6 separate regions of the Mus musculus genome follow, and regions 2, 3, 4, 5 and 6 are each linked to region 1. The links are chromatin contacts, called in public Hi-C and promoter capture Hi-C maps. All regions are on one chromosome and are shown on one strand. The core of a region is the stretch at or near the end of the contact, and the rest is flanking DNA. Distances in the headings are between cores, read along the strand shown.

Region 1 (3,453 bases), core at 342-2,841:
AAACATTGCTTCCAGGTTCAGCATCAAGGATGGGGGCTCCCTCTTACAGCATACTGACCTGGCGTGGAAGGTCTCATTCCAGGACTTCAGGGCATTTCCAATTGCCTTCTGGTTTTGGGGCATGACCTCCACAAAAGATACCCAATCAATGGTTTTTAGAGCAAGTTTACGCCCAGCCATCTTGGGATACTAGAAAACAAAACAGCGCCTTTGGAGAGAACCCCTGAAGGAGACCATTCCAGAGAAATACAAGTCGTTAAGAGACGGATCAGCTCAAGCATTTGATGGGTATATATATGCAACAGATGAAAGAATTCGGATTTAAACCAGGAAAGAGGGCTAGGGATGTAGCTAGTTGCTAGAATGCTTGCCTGGCATGGACAGAGTCCTGGGTTCCCTCTCCAGCACCAGAAACACTGAGGTAGAGGCAGAGAATCAAAGTTCAAGGTCACATGAGAGATGTGGGAGCTTGTCTCAATACATCAAAATAAAGCTCTACAACCCAGAATATAAACATGTTCTCTCCTACCAGGCTGCCCTTCCTCTATCCCAACTCATTTCTATTCTTTGCAGACACTTCTAAAGGAAGTCATAAGCTGCCCAAAGGCTAACTAAGCTACTGTGTTTTGGCCACTGACTCTCCACCACAACCCCGGCCATTCACTCGAACTGTCCTGCCCAGGTCATCCTGTCCACAGCACACATACTGTGCACTTTCAGAGGCATTTTTACACAAATGATACTGTGAAAAGAAAGTGACTGAAGCGGTCTTGAGACCAAAACAAGACGAGATACAGAAAATAACTATGAAGAGAGCCAACCGAAAAGTGGAAACCATCTACACAAGCTCTGAGTGGGGGATACCTTCCTATCGATCAAAGTTGTCAAATGCCGGTCTCTCTCCTTCCTTCCTTCCTTCCTTCCTTCCTTCCTTCCTTCCTTCCTTCCTCAGTACAGCTTACGTCTCTAAGAGACAGAGACAGAGACTAAGACAGTTGTCAAGTGAACTAAGGATGCCAGAGAACGAAGTGCACTGGAGAAAGCAGGAGTTACAGACTTTTTGTTATCTGATTCATCTCTAGCGCTGGTTGTTTCTCAGACAAATTGGCCAGCCTGCTCTCATACACAGGTCATAAGCATAGAGAATGACCAATAGTTAATTAGATCAATCGGTAAACCTCATGAGGAATAGGAATCCTCCATTCGAAGGGAAGGACGTAGAGTTGAAGTCTGCTAGGTGTCTTGTCCTCTCTGAAAGTTACCACCCTAACTCTGTGATGCTTTCCCGACCCCTAAACTCCACTCCTGAGATCGCCACACAGTGTGAGACAAAAGTCTGTGGCAACATCTAAATTCACGGTGATTGGCTAAGTCACTGCCAGGCCCCAGGCTCGCCCCGCGGGAAAGCGAGCAGGGCAAAGCAGTGACCTCGGGCGCTCTGCTAGCGGGGCAGCTCGAAGGCCCGATGTCCTCCGTGGAGCTGGAACAAGTGTGGAAGCGAGGTCTGGAATACAATACAAAAGAGTCCGTGGAGATTCGACCCAACACCTCAGACCCCACTCACCTTCACCGACCCCCGGCGGAGTGCTCTCTCTCCAGCAAGCAAGGAACGGAAGAGAGTTGCCGGAAGTTCTCTCCTTGGCCAATCCGAACGAGCAATAGGCGGGTCTCATGTCACACTTCAGCCAATGAGCATGGAGTCCCGTCCTGGAAGGCGGGCGCGGCGCCTGCGCCGTCGGGGTCCCTTTTCCCCCTGCCCCACGCCCGCCGATGGGCCGGCCCGGCTCTCCCCGCCGAGGAGTCGGCCGGCCCGGCGGCGCGCGGGCAGCGGCGGCCCAAGATGGCGGAGCTGCAGCTGGACCCGGCAGTGGCGGGGCTGGGAGGGGGTGGCAGCAGTGCGATGGGCGACGGCGGCGGCTCGGGCCGCGGACCCCCCAGCCCTCGCCCTGCGGGCCCGACACCCCGCGGACACGGCCGCCAGCCCGCCGCCGCCGCGCAGCCGCTGGAGCCCGGGCCCGGACCTCCGGAGCGGACGGGAGGCGGCGGGGCCGCCCGCTGGGTCCGGCTCAACGTGGGCGGTACCTACTTCGTGACCACCAGACAGACCCTAGGCCGGGAGCCCAAGTCCTTCCTCTGCCGCCTGTGCTGCCAGGAGGACCCGGAGCTGGACTCCGACAAGGTGCGCCCCGCCCTCGGGCGCGCCCCCGGGTGTTGGGACCCATTCCAGGCTGGTGCTCCGATCTCTGGGACGCGTTTCCCTCCAGCGGGTCCTGCAAACCCGGACTTGAGTCCACTCTCTTCCCCCCGAGTTAGCACTGGCCACCTCAGAATGATCTCCCGTCCCAGTTCTGCCCCATCTTCAGGCACACTCCGGTTTCCCTTCGCACCCCGCTCTTTTCTCAGCTGCTCCTGCGTGGAGTTGTCTACCTGCACCCACGGGAGCCCCCTTCGTGCTCCTGTCACATTCCCTGCCCCTCCTGGGGACCACCCCTTCTCAGATCTGCATGAGTTTTTCTTTGGCTCCCGGGCGGCCCCCTGCTGCTGGTGCCAAATGCATTCAGAACTGGGTCAGGGTGAATGACCACATCTTGGTCACTTTCGGAGGACTCAGGTCCTGTTCCATCCCTGTGTAAAGTGGTATTAAACTCGGGGTTTAATGATAGCGTCCACTACTGAAGGCTGCAGGAAGTGCTTGTGATACATCCTGTGGTGGTGATAAAATCCTGGTCCCAGACCTTTTGTGCCGTAACAGTCACCGTTTCGGTACATTTTTGAAAGTAAATGCACTCCTTGGAAAGATGGGCTGATAGGTTAGGACCCAGAGAATGTGTAGCGTCAAACACAGGGTTGAGCAGTGGCAAGACGTCATTCATTTCCAGTTTGAACTGTAACTTTTGCAGGTTGACCTTTGACTCTCAAACGCATCCATACCATAAAGCACTCCCATGGTTAGTAGACTTGCATAAACCCTTAATCAGTTTCATCTGTTCTCTGATACCAAATTGATGGGAACCTTAAGAGATTCCAGAACTCCTGTTTATAGGGAATTATTTTTATATACCCTAAATCTTCCTTATGGCCAACACAAGCCAGTTTCTTGTTTCTTTTACTGTAAAGATGAGTAGGATTAAAGTTGCTCTGAGCCAAGTCCTGGCAGTACCAAGCTTCCTCTGGGCACAGAGATAGGGTGTGTGAGATTGCAGCTGCCAGTGCAGACTCCCACTGATGTTGGCCTTGGGCTCAGGAGAACTGCCAATAGAATGGAAGTTTTCTCAGAATTAGGACTGTAGTCCAGGGGCAGTGAAGGAGTCAGAACGCTTAACACAGCTATGAGATTTCCTTCATCCCCTCCCTGTAGCTGGTACCCTACAGAAGAATGTTAACAGAATGTGGGTCTACCCAGTAAATAAAGGCCTGGGCAGTGGGAGTGACTGTGCGTCTAAGACATCTGAC
Region 2 (3,453 bases), core at 376-2,875, 990 kb after region 1:
TCCTATGGCTGGGGAGCGGGGCTAGATCAGCCTCCTTTTTGTTGTTGTATTGGTTTTATTTTGTTTGAGACAGTCTCACTGTGTAGCCCAGGCTGACCCCAAATTTAACAATCCTGCCTCAGCCTTCAGGGCACCAAGATGCAATTTTAATAGATAAAAGTAACCATGCGGTCATTATTAGCAAGAGGTTTATTAAAAACACTAACAATCGCTGCTTAATGTCAGACCTCTCTAAAGTGGTTCTCACTCATTTCTGCTAGGACTCATTCTCTGGCACAAAAGCAGCAAGACAGGGAGCTACTGGCACTCACTCCGCAGGGAGGCAGGTTCATTGTCTGGTCCCAGCTTCCACCTGGCAGAAACTGGATGTACTGCTGAGAAATCAGCTCGACTCATTAGCATGTCTTTATTCTACCAAGAGAGAATGGGACCCTGTCCAATTCTGACACCTCACTCACTACTCCCGCATCAAAATCCACACCAGGTCCTCAAGCCAGAGGGAAGGTGGTAGACACGAGTCCCGGGGGTCTTGAGATCAGCAAGCAAAAAAAAATTTTTTTTAGATAAAGGTGATGATAAAGGACATGTAGCTGGGTCACTCGCCAGCAGCTTGAACAGCAGTCCTCACTCAAGTGGACTACTTTCTCATCTGCTGTCAAAACTCTCCTGCAATGCTGATGCTGATGGAGGCATTGACTGTTTCAAGTGACAGTGTACGACAGAAAACACTTTTGCTCTGTCTCCAGCCATCTCCTTGACAGAAACTAGGAAAGGGGCAATCCAAGTGACTCTTGTCAGATTCCTACACATCTCTGTTAACTTAGTTTCTCCCCCAATCCCCGCCCTGATAGTCTCCAGAAAAGCGAAGAACTGCTTAAGCAAGTTCGTCCTCCCGCACTACTCCTCACGCTCGCAGAAACGCACTTCTAGCTGTCCCAAGGGACATGGATGCGACAGCCCGGGGACAACACCTGGCACAGGTGCCTGTCAGGGATGCCTCTCCAACCCGCAGCCGCTGCAACGCCGCATCCCCGGCGGCGCGCGTCCCTGTCGCAGAGCAGATTACCACGGAGGACGCGAGCGGTGACCTCGGTGACCCTGCAGGCACCTGCAGTCCTCCGCGTGGCGTCGCCGAGGCCCGGGATGGGGAGCGCCCCCCGCCCTGCATCCCGAAGACCTCCCCCGCTCCGCGGCCGACTCGGGGCCGCCCGGGCCACCGCGTTGCCCGCCCGCAGCATCCGACGCGCGGCCTCCCCTCCGCCCGGCCCGTGGCGCGCGCCCGGCCCTCACCGGACTTGGGCGGGTAGCGGTACACGGAATTGGACGGGATGTCCACCTCCTCCACGCCCGCGTGCTGCCGGCTCGTCAGGGCCCCCATGGCCGCTGCGATCGCGGCGTCGCCCGGGCTCCGGCGTCCGAGCCTCAGCGCGCCGGCCGGCCGCACGCCCGGTGCGGGGGTCGGCTGCCCGCCGCGGCCCGCTCGGCTGAGGCGCTGCTGCGGCTGAGGCTGCGGGGAGCGGCCCGCACGGCGCGCACCATCCTCCGCCGGGCACCGCGGCGGCGCCTCTGCCTGAGGGGGCTGCGGGGCTGAGCCCGGGGGCGCCGCCGCCGCCTCAGACCGCGTGATGTCAGCGGCGGCTAGCGCGCGGGGGGACCGCGGCGGCCTCAGCCAATGGGACGGCGGGGCGGGAGCGCCCGCGGGCCGGCCAGCCAATAGGAAACGAGCTGCGGTGGGCGCCCGCGGCGCGTGCTTCGCGCGGAGGTTGCGGCGCGGATGCGGCCTGGGGCTCGGCGGCAGCGACGGGCAAGGGTCTGAGTCTCCCGGAGCTGCTCGGCCACGGCGGGTGGAAGAAGCATGGTCCCCGCCGCACCCGAGCGGTGTCCCGGTGGGATTATTGCTCCGGGTGCGCCTCCCCCGTGGCACCGGGGAGGCCTGCCTCGAGCTCGCGCGTCTTTGTCCCTGAATCCCACAGCGAGCCGCCCCGCCCTGGCAGCCAGAGCCCCGCCTCCTCCGCGTCTGTCGAGGTCATAGCCCAGGGGCGAGCATCCACATCCCTCATGCCCCTACCGCCTGAACCCCAAGTGCTCTGCCAACCTCACATCCCAAATGTCACCAAGACTGCATAGGGGATGTTGGGATGGTCAGCTAAGATGTGGCCATCCCTCCGTAAATGCTGTTTGTAACCTCCTTCCTGGGACAGCTCGGGTAGCCTTTAGGGTTTGGATTGGTAGGCATTAACTCAAGATAGTCACTCTGAGCCTGTCCCTTGTGAACTGTTCTCTGGAGACACTGGAAAGAGCCTTGTGTGGCCTATCAGTGAACAGTCCTCGAATCAAAAAGGGAATTTGATAGGGCAGATCTAGGACTTCCCTACACACACACACACACACACACACACACACACACACACACACAGTGGGCAGGCAGAAGACGTCATTGCTCAGTTAATTACAGACATTTATGTATTTGTGGGTATGATGAGGTTTTGGGGATTTTTTTGTTTTGTTTTTGTTTCTCTGGGGGGAGACTGATCAAGGTTCCGAACTGTTTCAGCATGACGTCAACTTTCAACAACATACACAGTAGTTTGGGGTGACTGATTCCCTTCTTTAGGTTTGTAAAACTGTTTTGTAGATCTGTCTGTCTCCTGATCTCTTCTCTTCTCTTCTCTTCTCTTCTCTTCTCTTCTCTTCTCTTCTCTCACCCCCCCGCCCCCCCCCGTGTGTGTGTGTGTGTGTGTGTGTGTGTGTGTGTGTGTGGTTTGCAGGGGTTGGTGTGGTTTAAGTTTTGTTGTTGATGTTAACATTTTATTTGTGTGTTGGCAGGGGGGGGTTCCTCTCCTGTATCGCCAGGTGATTTTAGAGGTCAAAGGACAACTTGCAGAAGTGTTTTCTCTTCAACTGTGTGGATTCTAGGGATATATCTCAGTTCCTCGGCTCCCCCTCCACCTTGAGACCAGATCTCATGTAGCTCTCGTTGACCCAGAACTTCTTGTAACCAATGTGGCCTTGAATTTCTGAGTCTCCTGCCTCTGCCTCCCAAGAGTATTTTGCATTTTCATTCACCTGAATTTAACTGACTCTGTGTTAAAGTTACTTATGAAAAATTGCCTTGGTTTTCCCCCAAGGTCCCCTGGAAGCCAGGCACCCACTCCTATCATGCACATCGGGTGATAATGAGGGAGGCCAAGTCCCTGCTCCAGACACCCTCATCCAGGTCACAGGGCTCACCTGAATTTGGAGCTCTCCCTGCAGCCCCCCAGCCCTAACCATTAGGCTTCCAGAGGTATCTTAGGGGAGAGCTGTAGCCTCCCTCTATTTTCCTTTCTCTACACACAGATCCTTCCTCACAGGTGCCAGGTGACTGCGTGTGGCTCCAGCCTTTGGGAAGTGGAGAAAGCTGGATCAAGAACTCCAGACTGCATAATGAGCTAGCTCAGGCCACATGAAACC
Region 3 (3,453 bases), core at 251-2,750, 780 kb after region 1:
AGGTTCACTTTGCACTTAAAGAACTTTCATAGGGATGTTTGGAACAAAAAGCTTTTTTATTATTTGCCTCTCTGTCTCCCCCATCCCCCCAGCGGGCTTCACTAGTGTTTGCCCGGCCTTCTGGCCCACCCTCTCCCACAGTTTCGCCATGTAACCCTGGCTGACGAACAGGAACTAGCTCTGCAGACCAGGCTGGTCTCAAAATCAGAGATCAGCCTGCCTCTGCCTCTGCCTCCTCCGAAGTGCTGAGATTAAAGGCATGGGTCACCGTGGCCCAGTTCAAAAGAACTTTATAAATTAAAGTTTCATCTTATTGTGTGTGGGGGTACAACAGCCACCTCTAGCAAATGGTCAGAGGACAATCTAAGGGAGGTGACTCTCTTTCTACAAATTGAAATTAGATGATTAGGCCAGGTAGCCACCTCACCATCCCTTAAAGTTTGTTAAAATTAAAAAAAAAAACAATTTTGGGCACAACCGTTCATTATTAGCATTTTTACAACTATGCTATGCTATCCTACTAAAAGATCTAGATGCAAAAGTAATATTATTTTTCACACATAAAATTGAATCATGAAGTATTCAATTTAAGCCTTTAAACGACATGCGCGGTAAGAAGACCTCCCCAGACTGCAGCTGTAGTTTGGGCATACACTAATGTGCTAAGATACACCTACTTTTTAAACCACATGATTTCTTCAGGGTCTGCGATGCCAAATTCCCTCATCTTCTTCACCATGGTGGCACTCTTCTTAACAGCCACCTCGTAACGCTGGCTTCGAGTGAGGAAGTTATAGTCCTCATGTTGGAAGTCTGGATCGTTCAGAATCAAGTTCTCTGAAAGAGGGTTAAATGACATCAAGAGAAACAGGTACTCACCCTCCCTGACTCCCATCAGATTAGAACAGAGGACGTTCCCCTCCTAATCCTGACACCGGACGCCCATCGAAGTAGGGGTCCCCGCTTCCCCTCAACTCCAGAGGCCCCAAATCCTCATTCACGGGGGTCTTTCGCCTGGTTCGGTATAAGAGGCCCGGCCCTCCAGGCTCACCGATTTCTCGACGGCGCCGGGTGTTCTCCGGACTACCATCCAAGATGTGCGTGATTAACTCTGGATTGAAGGTGGCGGCGGCCCGCTCCTTGCGCAGATCGGGATTCATGACGGAGACCAGTGCTGGGGGCAGAGGAGGTGGCGACAGAAGTGACAGGCACCAAAGCGATGACAACCTGTCTCCGCAGCTCAGGCGCCGACCAGGCCCTATGAGCGGAGCGAGACAGCCCTCGGCCCCGCCCCCTCGAGCCGTCCCCGCCCCGTCCCCGCCGCCACTCCTCACGTGACCGGCTGCAATCCCCGACGCTGGTACCGCCCGCCGGACGGACGAATCCCCTGCTGCGGGCCAGGGGAGGTCCCCGAGCGGCTCCTCGCCAAGGAAAGCAAGGTAAAAGGTCAAGGGACCGCAGTGGCACTGGAAAGGGAGTGGGGCTCTTCCCGGACCTCACGTCTCCAGGTTCACGTGATCTTTCCGGGAGGAAAAGAGCCCTGGAGACGCGCGCAACCGATTGGCCAGGGCCTTGAGGGGCGGGATTGCGCCTGCGCTGTGGGACTCACCTCCTTTCAGGCTAGGGCGGTGGGTGTGTGTGTGTGTGGGGGGGGGGTCCTCTCACCACAGTGTCCCCGGAAACCAGAAGGGAATGGGTGTCAAGGGTCTCGGGCGGGGTGAGGAGGCTAATAGAGGAAAGCTGTTGATTTTACTGGAACCCAAACAAATTGGAGCGAAAGGGTAACAGGACAAAGGTTACGTTCGGGAGACGGTTCATTGTCGTTGGCTAAAAATATTGCCGACTTGACTGACGTTAGAGACTTGGGATGCAAGGACCTGGTCCTGCGGAGCTTCCGGGTTTATGCACTGGGCCTGGATTTAAAGCGAGAGGGAACAGGTCCAGTTTCTCTACATTTTATAGCCCAAGTCTTTTCCCACCTAAACCGGCAGGGCAGGTCCTAGAAATTTTGAAATCTAGACTTTACTTTGCCATATCATTATCGTCATCGAAGATGTACCTACGCCTAAGAAGTTCTAGCGTAGGATTTATAACAAAGAGTTCCTGAGCCTCAAAGACAGCCAGTTTTCACCAGTTTGTTTTTTAATTCTTCCTTAAAAATTGCTAAGTAGTAGGCTGGAGATGTCGAGCATGCACTAAAGCCAAAATATAATCTCAAAGCACAGCATAAACTGGGCACCGTGGCACACACAGGCTTGCAACTTCAAGTGGAGGTCTGAGGATCACGAAGTCCAAGATCATTATCAGCTATATAGAATCGGACTGAAGGCAGCCTGGGCTGTGTAATGCCTTGTTTCAAAAAGCCTTTAAGTGCTAAGTAAAATGCACTCTTTCTTCATTTGATTTCATGCCACCAAAAAGAACTACGCCGGTAGTGGCGCACGCCTTTAATCCCAGCACTGGGGAGGCAGAGGCAGGTGGATTTCTGAGTTCGAGGCCAGCCTGGTCTACAAAGTGAGTTCCAGGACAGCCAGGGCTACACAGAGAAACCCTGTCTCGAAAAAAAAAAAAAAAAAAAAAAAAGAACTACATTTCTTCATTACCTCTCTAACTTGCCCTTGTAACAACATATGTAAGACCCTTTTACAGTAACGGTGCTGAGAATGGGTTAAACGAATGAAGGCTTTAGCCTGAATGCAAAGTTAATGGAGCCCCCAAAATTCAATATTTTAATGCACTTTCTTTTCTTTTTTCTTTTCTTTTCTTTTTTGTTTGTTTGTTTGTTTGTTTGTTTTGTTTGTTTTTCGAGACAGGGTTTCTCTGTATAGCCCTGGCTGTCCTGGAACTCACTTTGTAGACCAGGCTGGCCTCGAACTCAGAAATCTGCCTGCCTCTGCCTCCCGAGTGCTGGGATTAAAGGTGTGCGCCACCACGCCCGGCACACTTTTTTTTCTTGATGCAGGAGATAGACCTCTCAGCTACATCCTCAGCTCCACAAAATTTAAAAGTTTAAAAGGGAAAAGAAGAAAAATTCTGAGAAGTTAAATAAAGACTATATCATTGTTGTTGCTTGTACCTTTGGCTCTGGCTCCATATACCTGAGCAAGGTTCTGTTACTGAGGATATTTTCAAGGACACTTAGGCACTGATATCTTGTTTAGTTGGGTTCTTGTGAATTTTATTCCTCTTAGCAGAAGCTTGGATCCCAAATACAATTAACAAGTTATTGATGAGATAAAAACCAAGGCTATTGCTTACTGAGGTAAAGGGAAAAGACTACATGGCAAACCTTTGGCAGTATCTCAGAGAGGGAAAGGTATGGTCAGATTTATCAACAATTGGAAGTTTGACCTGGCCTGTTGGCATAGGCCTGGAACATCAGCTACTCAGGAGGCTGAGGCAGGAAGATCACAAGTTCAAGACCAGCCTGGGTTGTAGAGAACTGTTAGTTTG
Region 4 (3,453 bases), core at 253-2,752, 710 kb after region 1:
CATGCACTACAGTCCTGGTCCTCTCGCTCCATCTCCTCCGTCTCATCCCTGGTAATCTCAGCCTCACTTCTTGGCTGTGATGGCCATGGGCAAGGACATAGGCCACCATGGTACCAATTCCGTGGTCACTTTTGCCTTTAACTAAAACCTCTCAGCAGCCTGGGGCACCTGGAGAACTCTCCCTCCTGTAACTGCTTGTGCCCTGGCCGCCATCTCTACAGCTTTGTCAGGATGTAATCCCCTGCCCAACAAATTTCCACTCCTTCTAGGGATACCATAGCGACTTCTTTCACTTCACTGTCCGCATCTCTTCCCAGCTCTCAGTAGATGTCTGTGCCCCCACCCCTGTCTGTGTACCCCACACACTGCATATCCCAAACCAGCTACTCTCTACCCAACCTCAGCACACAGCAGCCCGGTCTCCCGAAGAAACCCTTGTCCTGCGTCTTACTCTCTCCACTGGGCACCGGGCTCCCACTCACTTCTCATTTCTTTTGTTTTGCAGCTGAGACCTCCTTCCTCTTACCCCTCATCTCTTACCCCCTCCACACCCCAGCTGGGGCTCAGACTCCAGAAAGCAGAAATCTGATGACATCATCACCCTGTCTCAGCTTGGAAAGGCACTGCACATCCCTAGAGGAAGAGTCACGACCACCATGCAGACTGGCCCTGCTGACTCTACATTCACGTTTTGCTGAGACTCTATCTGACCCTTGAGTAGATCCTTCAGTCTCTGAAGGGCAGAAATCACACTTACTGAATGCTGGCCACCTTAGCGAATGGGGCTGCCAGCCCTGACCTAACACTCTGGCTCTACTTTATTCAGAGGACCTGGGGAGAGCTGCGTGCAGCAGTCAGGTGCACGTGCCCTCTGGGTTCATATGGGAACCCGCAGATCCTGCTGCAGCCCCTGGCCCTGGCCACAAGCAGTTTCGGCCCTCGGAGAGGCCCTTCCCGCACCTCGCGCACGCGGCGCTCCACGTCCAGCAGCGCCCGCTCGTGGTGGCTGCAGTCGTGCACCGTGCACGCGCTGCACACGCAGAGGCCCTCCGTGCGACAGAAGAACTCGAGCGGCCTCCCGTGGCGCAGGCAGCGAGCGCTGTGGCTTGTGGCGGAGTCCCGGCGCGGAGTCACGGCGGGCGGCGCCGGCAGAACGGGCAGCGCCTGCAGCAAGGTGCTCATCTTCACGTTGCGGGACAGCTTGGCGCCCTCGGGGAAGGGCTGGCGACATTCCGGACACGACTTTTCGCAGGAACGCCATGAATCCTGGATGCAGTTCCCGCAGAAGCTGTGCCCGCAGGGCAGCGTCACCGGGTCCCGGTAGCGACCTAAGCAGATGGAGCAAGTCACCACGTCCTCCTCCAGCAACTGAGCGGCCATGGCGGAAGCGAGGCCCAGTGCTCAGATCTCTTAAAGGGGCCGAGGCTACCAGTGCGAGCACTACGTTGGGGAAGACAGTCCAGGAAGTCGCGGCAGTGCGCAGCCTGGTGCACTAGAACGTTCCTTGGCAGGGATCCAAGTCACCCTTGCTTGCCCGCCTTCTGACGCACTGGGAGCTGGGGCGCGGCTCCCTCCGGTCCACCCTGACTATTTGTGTTCCTTCCCTAGACTCTTTTTTGGGGGGGAGGAGTGGGTGGGAGGGTTTCGAGACAGGGTTTCTCTGTGTAGCCCTGGCTGTCCTGGAACTCACTTTGTAGACCAGGCTGGCCTCGAACTCAGAAATCCGTCTGTCTCTGCCTCCTGAGTGCTGGGATTAAAGGCCCAGGGCATGGTGTCTGTTCACAGCAGTAAAACCCTAAGACAGGCTACTGTCATCTCCTCTACAGCTGAGCAGAGCAGATGGGAGTTCCAGGGTCCCCAAAGGCAGTATGAATCAGAGATCACTCCTAATGGAGTAGGCAGAACTGATTTGTTTCTAGGCCTCTAGCCTCACAGTGGGGGCTCCAGGCCTTGGTGGGGGCTGAAATATGCTAAGGTAACAAGCAATCTGTTGCTAGGTCTGACAGGGGCAGGACTTTCTCCTCGAGGAGGTTCTGATCCCGGGGCTGTCTTTCACAAAGATCACAGGCTGGGCAAAGGTTCACTTTTCATGTGTACCCCCAGCTACCGGGCTGCTGGGCACCTTCTGCTCACCCACAGAGCACTAAAGCTTCACTAAAAGGGTCTGGGTGCCCGAAAGTGAAGACATATTGGCATCAGGAAAAAAGTATTTTATTCACATAGAATCGAGGCACATCCACAAGCCCCTGGGTGTCCTGGGAGAGGCCAGCATGGGACTGTCTCAGTTGGCTTCAGATGGCTCTCTCCGGAGGTGTGACCTTCCAGCTGCTGCGACAGTTCCCCCTCGGAGATGAATGTACTGAGTCTCTCAGTAGATTCCATAGGTGGGCTCATGACTGTCCCTGTATCGGTCCAGATAGCGTAGGGGCTGCTCGTGGGGGAAGCGCTTCTGTTTGGGGTGGTAAGGGGGTGGCCGTACAAATTCAAACACAGGTTCCCGCATGTCTGCAAGAAAAGTAAGGGGAGAGTGGTGGACTTCTGCTGACCTGGGCCTCCTTCCTTGCCTGTGAGGCTGGAGTTCTGCCAGGGACTTTTTTGGGTTTTTCGAGACAGGGTTTCTCTGTGTATCCCTGGCTGTCCTGGAACTCAGAAATCCGCCTGCCTCTGCCTCCCGAGTGCTGGGATTAAAGGCATGCGCCACCACCGCCCGGCTCACCCTGGCTTTCAAAGGCCATCTCCTGGCATGGCAGGAAAGGTCTTTATCCCCAGGCCTGCCTGACCACTAAGCCCTTACCTAGAAGCTGGTGGAAGGTGTGGGTGACAGAGTCATCCCAGCGGCACTGGAAAAAAGCCAGACCGGCTGGAGTCATGGCTTCCTGGTGTCTCTTGTAGAAATCAAAAGTGCGGAAGGTCCTCTGGGCCAGCTGGTAGCTATGAGGAGATGGGCAGCATGTGAGGGGAGGGAGCAGGCAGGCAATCCTGGGAAACCCCTGGAGTGCACCCAGCACGCGGGACTGCTGCCAAGCGCAAGACCTACACCAAGAGCAGGAAAGAGCAAGAGCCACCATCCCAGAGAGCTGGCTTGAGGCTCAGGGGACAAACAGGGGTGTCGCTTACCAGGGTGAGGGACGGGTGTCCTCTGAGAAGTTGATTGGCTTGTCCTGCTTGAAGAGCAAGAAGGCAAAGCGGTGGAAGCCAGAGCCTCGAGCAGGGAAAGGAGGGAGGTAGGGACATGTCTCCTGTCCTTCAGCCACTCTGTTGCTTGGGATGTTGGTTCTGGTAGGAGGAAAATACCCATTAGTTGCCATGCCAACAAGGTGGCAGGGGAACCCCAATGTTGCGCCCCAGAAGCAGTCACTCCCAGGGCCAGACCCTGAACACTCCTGCATTCGATGACCACAAGCCGACCTCAGGGACATGCTGCAAACAGATTATGGGGCAGTTGTAGTTCAG
Region 5 (3,453 bases), core at 319-2,818, 670 kb after region 1:
CTGGACAGCCAGGGCTCTATTACACAAAAAACACTGTCTTGGAAAAACAAACAAAAAGGAATCACTCCCAAATAATGAAACTAAAGAGCCCTGGTGAATTCCTTGCACTTAAAAGCCTGAGGTAGGAGGACTGCCTCAAATTCAAGGCCAACCTGGGCTACAGGAATGAAACCATACCTCAAAAACCAGAGAGACTGGTAGAAGTGGGGACAGTCATTAGATGGCATCAGAGTACTTGGCTCAGCCAAAGAACTGGACAAAGTATACCAGAAAACAATGTAAGGTTTCTCAGATTACAAGATAAAAAGGTTTGAGTTCGTATGGTTCCATTCAGCTGTCTCCTCCTGTCCCAAATATCCTTTCTTGGTGCAATAAAAGAGGGGCAGCTCAGGTTAAAGAAGTGGTCACCAGGCACATGTGCTGGCCAGCCCCTTCCCAAGACCTACGCACACGAGGTCAGCAGAACCTGGCCTTGTCACTGCCACCTTCTCCTCTGAGTCAGCTTCCCAGGTGACAAGTCCCAAGATGGGTGCCTGTCTACACTGGGTGTGGGCTCTGACCTCCATCATGTCTCTCTTGGCTCTCAAGTTAATCCAAGCCCGGATAGTGCAAGTCAGGAGAGTCAGAATTCCAAGGAACAAGAAACAAGAGGAACAGAGAAGCCCAGCAGTTCAAGGAGGGGAGAGAAAAAAAGAATCTTAAAGTTGGGAGACCTTTGTTCGGGGAACTGACACAAGCCATTAAGAATTCAAGAGAACCAGGCAAGAGACAAGCCTTTATAAGGGTCACCGGGTTAAGTAGTTGACAGACATTTAGTTCCACCACCTCTAGGGCCTCAGCCTTTCTTTTGGAACTTGAGAAGTTCTGGAATATACGAGAAAACTGTACAGGAGTAGTTAAGCCTATTGACTTTGGGGCCAAGTTACCTTCCTTCAATTCCCCTTCTGTTACTCACAGCACAATGGTCTAAGTTATTTTAACCTCATTAGGCGTCACTTGCCCTACCTGTAAAATGTGTCTAATAGTTTCTGCGGCACAGGATTATGTATTACCTAAGGTAGAGCTGACGCAGCATAGTAAAGACGTAGTGAACGCCTAATAAATAGCAACTATGTTTTAAGACTTCGTTTGGGAAGGGGTTCAAGAAATCACCCGTGGGCCTCACTCGGCTTCCCAAACAAACCCTGACACCATTCTCTGGCCCCACCCCCACCCATCACCCCAGCTGATCAGCACTCCGGCCCTCCCCAACGACCCACCCACTCCCTCCAGCCCCGCCTCCGGCCGTTACCACCCCTTTCTCCCTCTTTCCTCCCCCCCCACGCCCCCCCCCCCACAGCGCTCCATCAATTTCCTTCTCCACCATATCCCACCGCCCACCACACACAGTGGCCGACACCCGCCCTTCAAGTCTCCAGGATCCTTCCGCCGTGTTTTCACCTCTCAGTGTTGTTGACGATCACTCCGCCGCCCTCTGAGTGATTCTTGTTGAGCGCCATAGTCTCTCCCACTGGGGTCCCGAGACTCGCAACGCTCTGCGCTTGCGCTGGTCTTTGGCCCGCCTCTAGTGGCGTCGTTCGTATTACAGTCAGCCAATCATAGTTCCTGCGCGCAGGCTGACCAACCACCTGATCTGGACTGTCACGTGGGGAGAGTTTACTCCCGCTCTCCCTCCCCCAAGTTGCACCTGCATCACAAACAAGCAGCCAACTACAATTCCCAGCAGGCAGTGGTCCGGCAACCGCGGCCTCGCCCTGCGTTTAGTGACGAGTGCATTCTGGAATTTGTAGTCTTTTTTTATATTATAGGCCAGGCTAGAGATTATATTTACAAGACTACTTAAACATTTGTACGCCTCTCTCATCCTAGCTTCCTCATGTTAAGCAAACTCAATCGAAGAAATGTAACTTAAATTTGATGATCTGGTGTATGGTACATTTAAACATTACGTAACCAGCCGTCTTCATTTCCGCAACTGTCATGAGTAGTTCGCGCTTACATTTGGGTATTCATTGCAAACTTACAGAGCAGTGCGAGATGCAGTCCCTTCTACAGTGGACTGGCAAAGCCCGAAAAAAATAAAATACGCCACTTTAATCGACCCAGATCCAGATCCCGGACCCAGAGTCGGACTGTGAACTTCTGGGGACTGAGCGGTCCGCTCCCCACCCTCTTCCCCGCCCAGCACCTGCCGCCTGCCGCCTCGCGATGGCGCTGCTTCCTGCTCTGATCTAGCGGATCCCGCTGCAGAAGTTAAACAGCAGGGTTTAAACAGGACCTAGAATAATTGAGTGGACTGACAAAGCACATGACCAACCGCCAGGTAGGACTTTGAAAATACCACTGACTCGTTTCTGCTAGTGGGTGTCTCCCCACTGCGCTGTAGTGAATCTAAACTCCACCTCTGAGTTGTATCTTTCGCAGGGCTGTCGAGGGTTGGGAGAACTCTTCAGTTTCTGGGTGGCATCTTAGCGTACCTACCCTTAACCTTAAGACACCAGTGTTTGGTTTGAAGCAGACAGCATGGTGCCCTACATCCTGGAACATTGCCACAGATTTGAGGCCAGTTTGGGCTGCATAATGATTTCCAGACCAGCCTCAGCTGCAGAGTAAAACAGTTCTGGGAAATGGCAGGTACATTATTAACTCACAGTGCAAGAGACCCTTCTGTTCGCTTTGGGGTTGTTTGTCTGTTTGTTTGTTTGTTTGTTTGTTTGTTTGTTTTTCTAGGTGCACACTAATAAAAGTCAAATGGCTACAGATTTTTGTTTGTTTGGTTTTTGAGAAAGAGTCCTGAGATTACAGGTGTGTACCACCGAGCCTGGGTTTACAAAGTTATGATGATCAGTTGAGTCCAGTATTCATGCACATCACGAAAAGCACTGTTCTAAGCTGGACTATGTCCCTAGCCAGCCCAGCAGTTTTTAAAGAGCATAGTCCAAGATGGGTATTAGTAATGACGCAATCAGGGATCAGAGGTGAGAGGACGGCTGGGGGTTTGAGCCCTGGCTCCTTGTTTGTGTATTCAATTCCAAACCGTCCAGCGACTCTGTCCCACAAAGATAAAACAGCAACAAATCCAGTAAAAGAAAATCCATAGCCACATCTGGTGGCACACGCCTTTAGTCCCAGCACCCGAATCAGGTGTTCACAATGGACAATGGTCTGTAACTCCACTCCAGGCAGTCTGGTATCTTGTTCTGGCTTCTTTGGGTACCTACATTCACACACACACACACACACACACACACACACACACACACACACACACATACACACGCAAATAAGAAGAAGAAGAGAAAAAGAGGGAAATCCTTTCCCGGAACCTGAGGATCTTTCCTGACACTCAGAGTGTTGCTAACAGGACGGGTGCAGAGTTCATCTCAGGACCCGAGTCTCTGAGAGGGAACACGTTTCTAGGCTCTGATAACACCTCTCGGTGGTTGAGACTCA
Region 6 (3,453 bases), core at 563-3,062, 510 kb after region 1:
AGGCAGAAGAATCTCTGAGTTCCAGGCCAGCCTGGTTTATAAAGTGAATTCCGGCACAGCCAAGGCTACAGAGAGAAACTGCATTTCAAAAAAACCAAAAAGTAAGAAAGTATTGGGGGGGGGGGTATAGGTAGAGGAAGACAGATCTCTGGAAATTTGAGGCCAGCCTGGTCTACATAGCTAGTTCTGAGCTATCTAAGAAGCCAAAGCTGCATGGTGAGAACCTGTTTTTAAAAAAACAAATCAAAACAAGGCTTGAGTAGTCTTGAGCCACTAGGATATGACTATTTGGATTAGACACATCCAGGGAAGCAGAGTACTGGTTACACCGGGGTAGATATGCAAGGCTAATCATTCAGTCCTCTGTTAATAAGTCTGTTGGTGGCACTGCTGCTCCCATCTGGACAAGCTATCTCCAGCTTACAGTGTTATTAGTCTCTCCTTTTCTACCTGGAACTCAAGCTACTCGCTCTTCAAGGAAATGATTACCTAGGTCACTGACAAGATTAAGCACTACTGCCACTTTTGCTACTACTTGCACAGGGACAAGAATGGGAATCTAGGAACAGAAGTCAAAGACAGACTGTCAGTCTGGCTATGAAAAAACCAGAAGTGTGAGTGGTTCTGTCCAAAATTTGTAGGTTATGATAGCCCACACCTGTAATACCAGTACTTAATAATCCAGAGGCAGAAGGACCGGCTCAAATTTGAGGCCAACTTGATGTATATAGAGAATTCCAGGCCGGCCAGGGCTACATAGACCATCAATAAACAAATAGATTCCCAGCAAATACCCACTAGCTTTGGTCACGAAAGAATTCCAAACCAGTGGTTTTCAAAGATTTCCAAAGGGTGAGGAGGTAGGAAGTTAAGAGGGTGTTGTGCCACAGAGCTACTACGGTACCGCCAGCAGTCTGCAAAACAGGTAGCTTGGTATGTTACCTTTCACTACAGCCATGGTCGCACTCTCTTGTAAAGGTGTTTTAAAAGAATCAAACCCAAAGACTTTCTTCAGGGTGCTCCGGACTCGCCGCTCCCGGTCGAAGGGAGTGGAGAAAGGACGGGCGCTCATCTTTGCAAAAAGCAGCAGCCAAAAGGTTAACGCAAAGGTGGGCAAAGGCAATCCCGAAAAAACCCTCTGCTCCACGTTAAAATATAGCCTATGTTTCTCCTGCCGAGTAAGCTGCTATGTTACACTTAAATATCTCATTCCCCAGCAGTAAAAGTGAAGGCTGAATTGCTTCACGCAATACATTCCTGAGGGATTAACATTACTTCTCCCTTTAATAAAAATAAAAACAATGAACTTTCCAGGTCAGGTGGACAGAGCTACAAATCGGACCACAACAAAGCCCACAAACGTCTTCAAAGTCGACCAGAGAACTTGGAATCCTTTTTCTAGGGTCCTTGTTCTAGAAGCGAAGCCATAGATACCATTCATCAAGGACGCCGACCCCCCGTTCCTCCTCTGAGCCCCCAAGTCAACAGCTCTCGCCCTTTGCCAGACAAATGCTCTCCAAGATGTCAGACCCCAGGCTCTTTTCGGTTGGCTCTGCAGCTTTCCAAAGAACACTACTCCCTAACTCGAACTCAGAAGCCAAACCGCCCGAGAAGTCAGCGAAGTAGAAGCCGCAAGACCTTACTTCCGTCCCGTGCTGATGACGTTTCCAAGAGCTGAGCATGGGGGCGGAGCCATGCCCAGACACAGCCCTTTTGATTGGTTGTCATTCGGGCGCGGAGTCTCCTGGGATCCGGAAGAAGTTGGTTTTCTCGCCCCTAAATTGGCTTATGAGTCATAGGCCTGAGCCACACCGCGCTGTGGGAGTAAGATGGCGGGGAAGAAAAATGTTTTGTCGTCTCTTGCAATTTATGCGGAATATTCAGACCCTGAATCTGATGGCGAAACTGGAGTCGACGCTGTAGGCGGAGCGACTGGTGAGACTTGAGCTGGAAAGGGGAGGGTCTGTTATGGTTACCAAATGCTACCTCTCTAGCGGGGCATGGGGAGAAGATGCTCTTTGTGCTCCAGGTATCGGGTCTTGGAACCCCAAAGCGCAGTGGATGTCCTAGGTCAGACAGAGCATTAGAACCTCTACTACAGTACGAGTGATCTCTCTTTCTGCGATCCTCTACGCAAGGCGTCATGCTGGCCAGAGGGTGGACCAAGGGGGGTACGCATCTGTCGAGACATCACTGTCTCGTTGTTTGATGGGGAAGAGAGGAGTGAAATGTACCTGGAGGATAGTAAAACTTGTGTTTCGTTAAGTTGGTAACTTTTAAGGAATCGTTTCTAAGTCTGCCCTAGAGTTTTTAAAAATGCATCTCTCCTAAGTGCATAATTCTGGGCTTTTTCATAGAATATGCTAGACAAGCCTTTTAAGGCGGTAGGGTGATTCTGTTGTTTGGTGAGTTTTAAAAGCCTATCGGTTGCCCTCAGACTGCGAAGCATAGAGGGAACAGATTTCTTGAAGGAAGCAAATTACCTGATATACCAGAGCTTTGGGTCTTCTTATCTGCAAAGTAGGGGCAAAACAATGAGGAAGACAGTCTTGTGCATAGAAGGCGTTTTTGAGGTTGCACATGAAACAAGATAGAGATGTGTGTGGTATGTCAAAACAGGAGTTTAAACGACCTGTTGGGCTGGTTCAAAGAGGAGAAGACTTTAACTGCCCTAATAGGCCAACAGCATGTAATAGTTCCCCAACCTTTGGAACTGCTGGGAACCAAACCCAGGGCCTTACACTCTTAGGAAAGCATCCCACTACTTTGTTACTTCCCCAGCCTGTCCTGAAAATATTAGAACATGAATTTAATGCTTGATTTTCTTTTCATATACATCTGTACATATGGAGTGGGCCTTGCATGTGAGTTCTGCCCATGGTGGACAGAGAGAGGCATCAGCTCTTCTGAAACTGGCATTTGTGAGCTGCCTGATGTGGGTACTGGAAACTGAACTGTCAAACTTACAGAGATCTGCCTGGCCCTGTCTCCAGAGAGCTTGAATTAAAAGCATGGGACACCAAACCCTGTACATTATGCACTCGTATAAGAGTCATCTTCCAATACCCCTGTTTTTGTTTGTTTTGAGACAGGATCTCCCTCTAGTCCTGACTGTCCTGGAACTCAGGCTGATCTAGAACTCAGAGATCCTCCTGCCTCTGCCTCCCAAGTGCTCGGTTCAAAGGTGTGCACCGCCATTCCTGGCACAACCCCTGGTCTTTTCTTTTTCTTTCTTTCCTTTTTTTTTCTTCCTCCCCCCCAACCTCCAGGCTGAGGACAGAACCCAGAGCTCTACCACTGAGCTAAATTCCCAACCCCAACCCCTGGTATTAAATTGTTCTTCCTAAGTACAAATTCAATCTGGGCCTATAGCCACTTACTTGAGACTTAGGTTCCCTTTTTATCTTCAGAAATAATCTTGGCCATTCAATTTTCAGAAACATTTTTACATTT

Evidence for each region. Promoter capture Hi-C pulls out the DNA fragments that hold promoters and counts their contacts. A called contact is a pair of places that touch in the nucleus more often than the background predicts.
Region 2: a Hi-C map of B cells shows a contact between it and region 1, with 6 read pairs. The contact joins the promoter of Rnf157 here to the promoter of Atp5h in region 1. A contact is called at or near these places in 1 of 39 promoter capture datasets (pre-B cells) and 1 of 484 Hi-C or Micro-C datasets (B cells).
Region 3: a contact with region 1 is called in a promoter capture Hi-C map of pre-B cells, with 4 times the contacts expected there. The contact joins the promoter of Acox1 here to the promoter of Atp5h in region 1.
Region 4: a contact with region 1 is called in a promoter capture Hi-C map of liver, with 3 times the contacts expected there. The contact joins the promoter of Trim65 here to the promoter of Atp5h in region 1. A contact is called at or near these places in 4 of 39 promoter capture datasets (erythroid cells, liver and pre-B cells) and 2 of 115 datasets of contacts at active chromatin or transcription factors (memory CD8 T cells and pancreatic cancer cells).
Region 5: a contact with region 1 is called in a promoter capture Hi-C map of pre-B cells, with 3 times the contacts expected there. The contact joins the promoter of Wbp2 here to the promoter of Atp5h in region 1. A contact is called at or near these places in 1 of 39 promoter capture datasets (pre-B cells), 1 of 484 Hi-C or Micro-C datasets (pre-B cells) and 2 of 115 datasets of contacts at active chromatin or transcription factors (bone marrow-derived macrophages and memory CD8 T cells).
Region 6: a promoter capture Hi-C map of pre-B cells shows a contact between it and region 1, with 3 times the contacts expected there. The contact joins the promoter of Sap30bp here to the promoter of Atp5h in region 1. A contact is called at or near these places in 6 of 39 promoter capture datasets (cranial neural crest, erythroid cells, frontonasal cranial neural crest and 3 more), 1 of 484 Hi-C or Micro-C datasets (CD4 T cells), 1 of 115 datasets of contacts at active chromatin or transcription factors (pancreatic cancer cells) and 1 of 9 other capture datasets (liver).

Annotation. Positions count from the first base shown.
Region 1 is chr11:115,418,328-115,421,780 of GRCm38.p6, forward strand. Atp5h (ATP synthase, H+ transporting, mitochondrial F0 complex, subunit D) reads right to left here and starts at 1,592. Exons shown (of 6, transcript NM_027862.1): 1 at 1,565-1,592; 2 at 59-189. The coding sequence starts at 180. It overlaps Kctd2 (potassium channel tetramerisation domain containing 2), which reads left to right and starts at 1,799. Exons shown (of 6, transcript NM_183285.3): 1 at 1,799-2,179. The coding sequence starts at 1,841.
Region 2 is chr11:116,411,407-116,414,859 of GRCm38.p6, forward strand. Rnf157 (ring finger protein 157) reads right to left here and starts at 1,626. Exons shown (of 19, transcript NM_027258.1): 1 at 1,291-1,626. The coding sequence starts at 1,378.
Region 3 is chr11:116,197,545-116,200,997 of GRCm38.p6, forward strand. Acox1 (acyl-Coenzyme A oxidase 1, palmitoyl) reads right to left here and starts at 1,501. Exons shown (of 14, transcript NM_015729.3): 1 at 1,052-1,501; 2 at 678-837. The coding sequence starts at 1,160. It overlaps Ten1 (TEN1 telomerase capping complex subunit), which reads left to right and starts at 1,311. Exons shown (of 4, transcript NM_027107.1): 1 at 1,311-1,439.
Region 4 is chr11:116,129,626-116,133,078 of GRCm38.p6, forward strand. It overlaps Trim65 (tripartite motif-containing 65), which reads right to left and starts at 1,503. Exons shown (of 6, transcript NM_178802.4): 1 at 961-1,503. The coding sequence starts at 1,380. Mrpl38 (mitochondrial ribosomal protein L38) reads right to left here. Exons shown (of 9, transcript NM_024177.3): 7 at 3,118-3,276; 8 at 2,795-2,931; 9 at 2,192-2,505. The coding sequence ends at 2,369.
Region 5 is chr11:116,085,427-116,088,879 of GRCm38.p6, forward strand. It overlaps Wbp2 (WW domain binding protein 2), which reads right to left and starts at 1,569. Exons shown (of 8, transcript NM_016852.3): 1 at 1,441-1,569. The coding sequence starts at 1,499.
Region 6 is chr11:115,931,847-115,935,299 of GRCm38.p6, forward strand. It overlaps Sap30bp (SAP30 binding protein), which reads left to right and starts at 1,813. Exons shown (of 11, transcript NM_020483.3): 1 at 1,813-1,935. The coding sequence starts at 1,830. It overlaps Recql5 (RecQ protein-like 5), which reads right to left and starts at 1,646. Exons shown (of 19, transcript NM_130454.2): 1 at 943-1,646. The coding sequence starts at 1,072.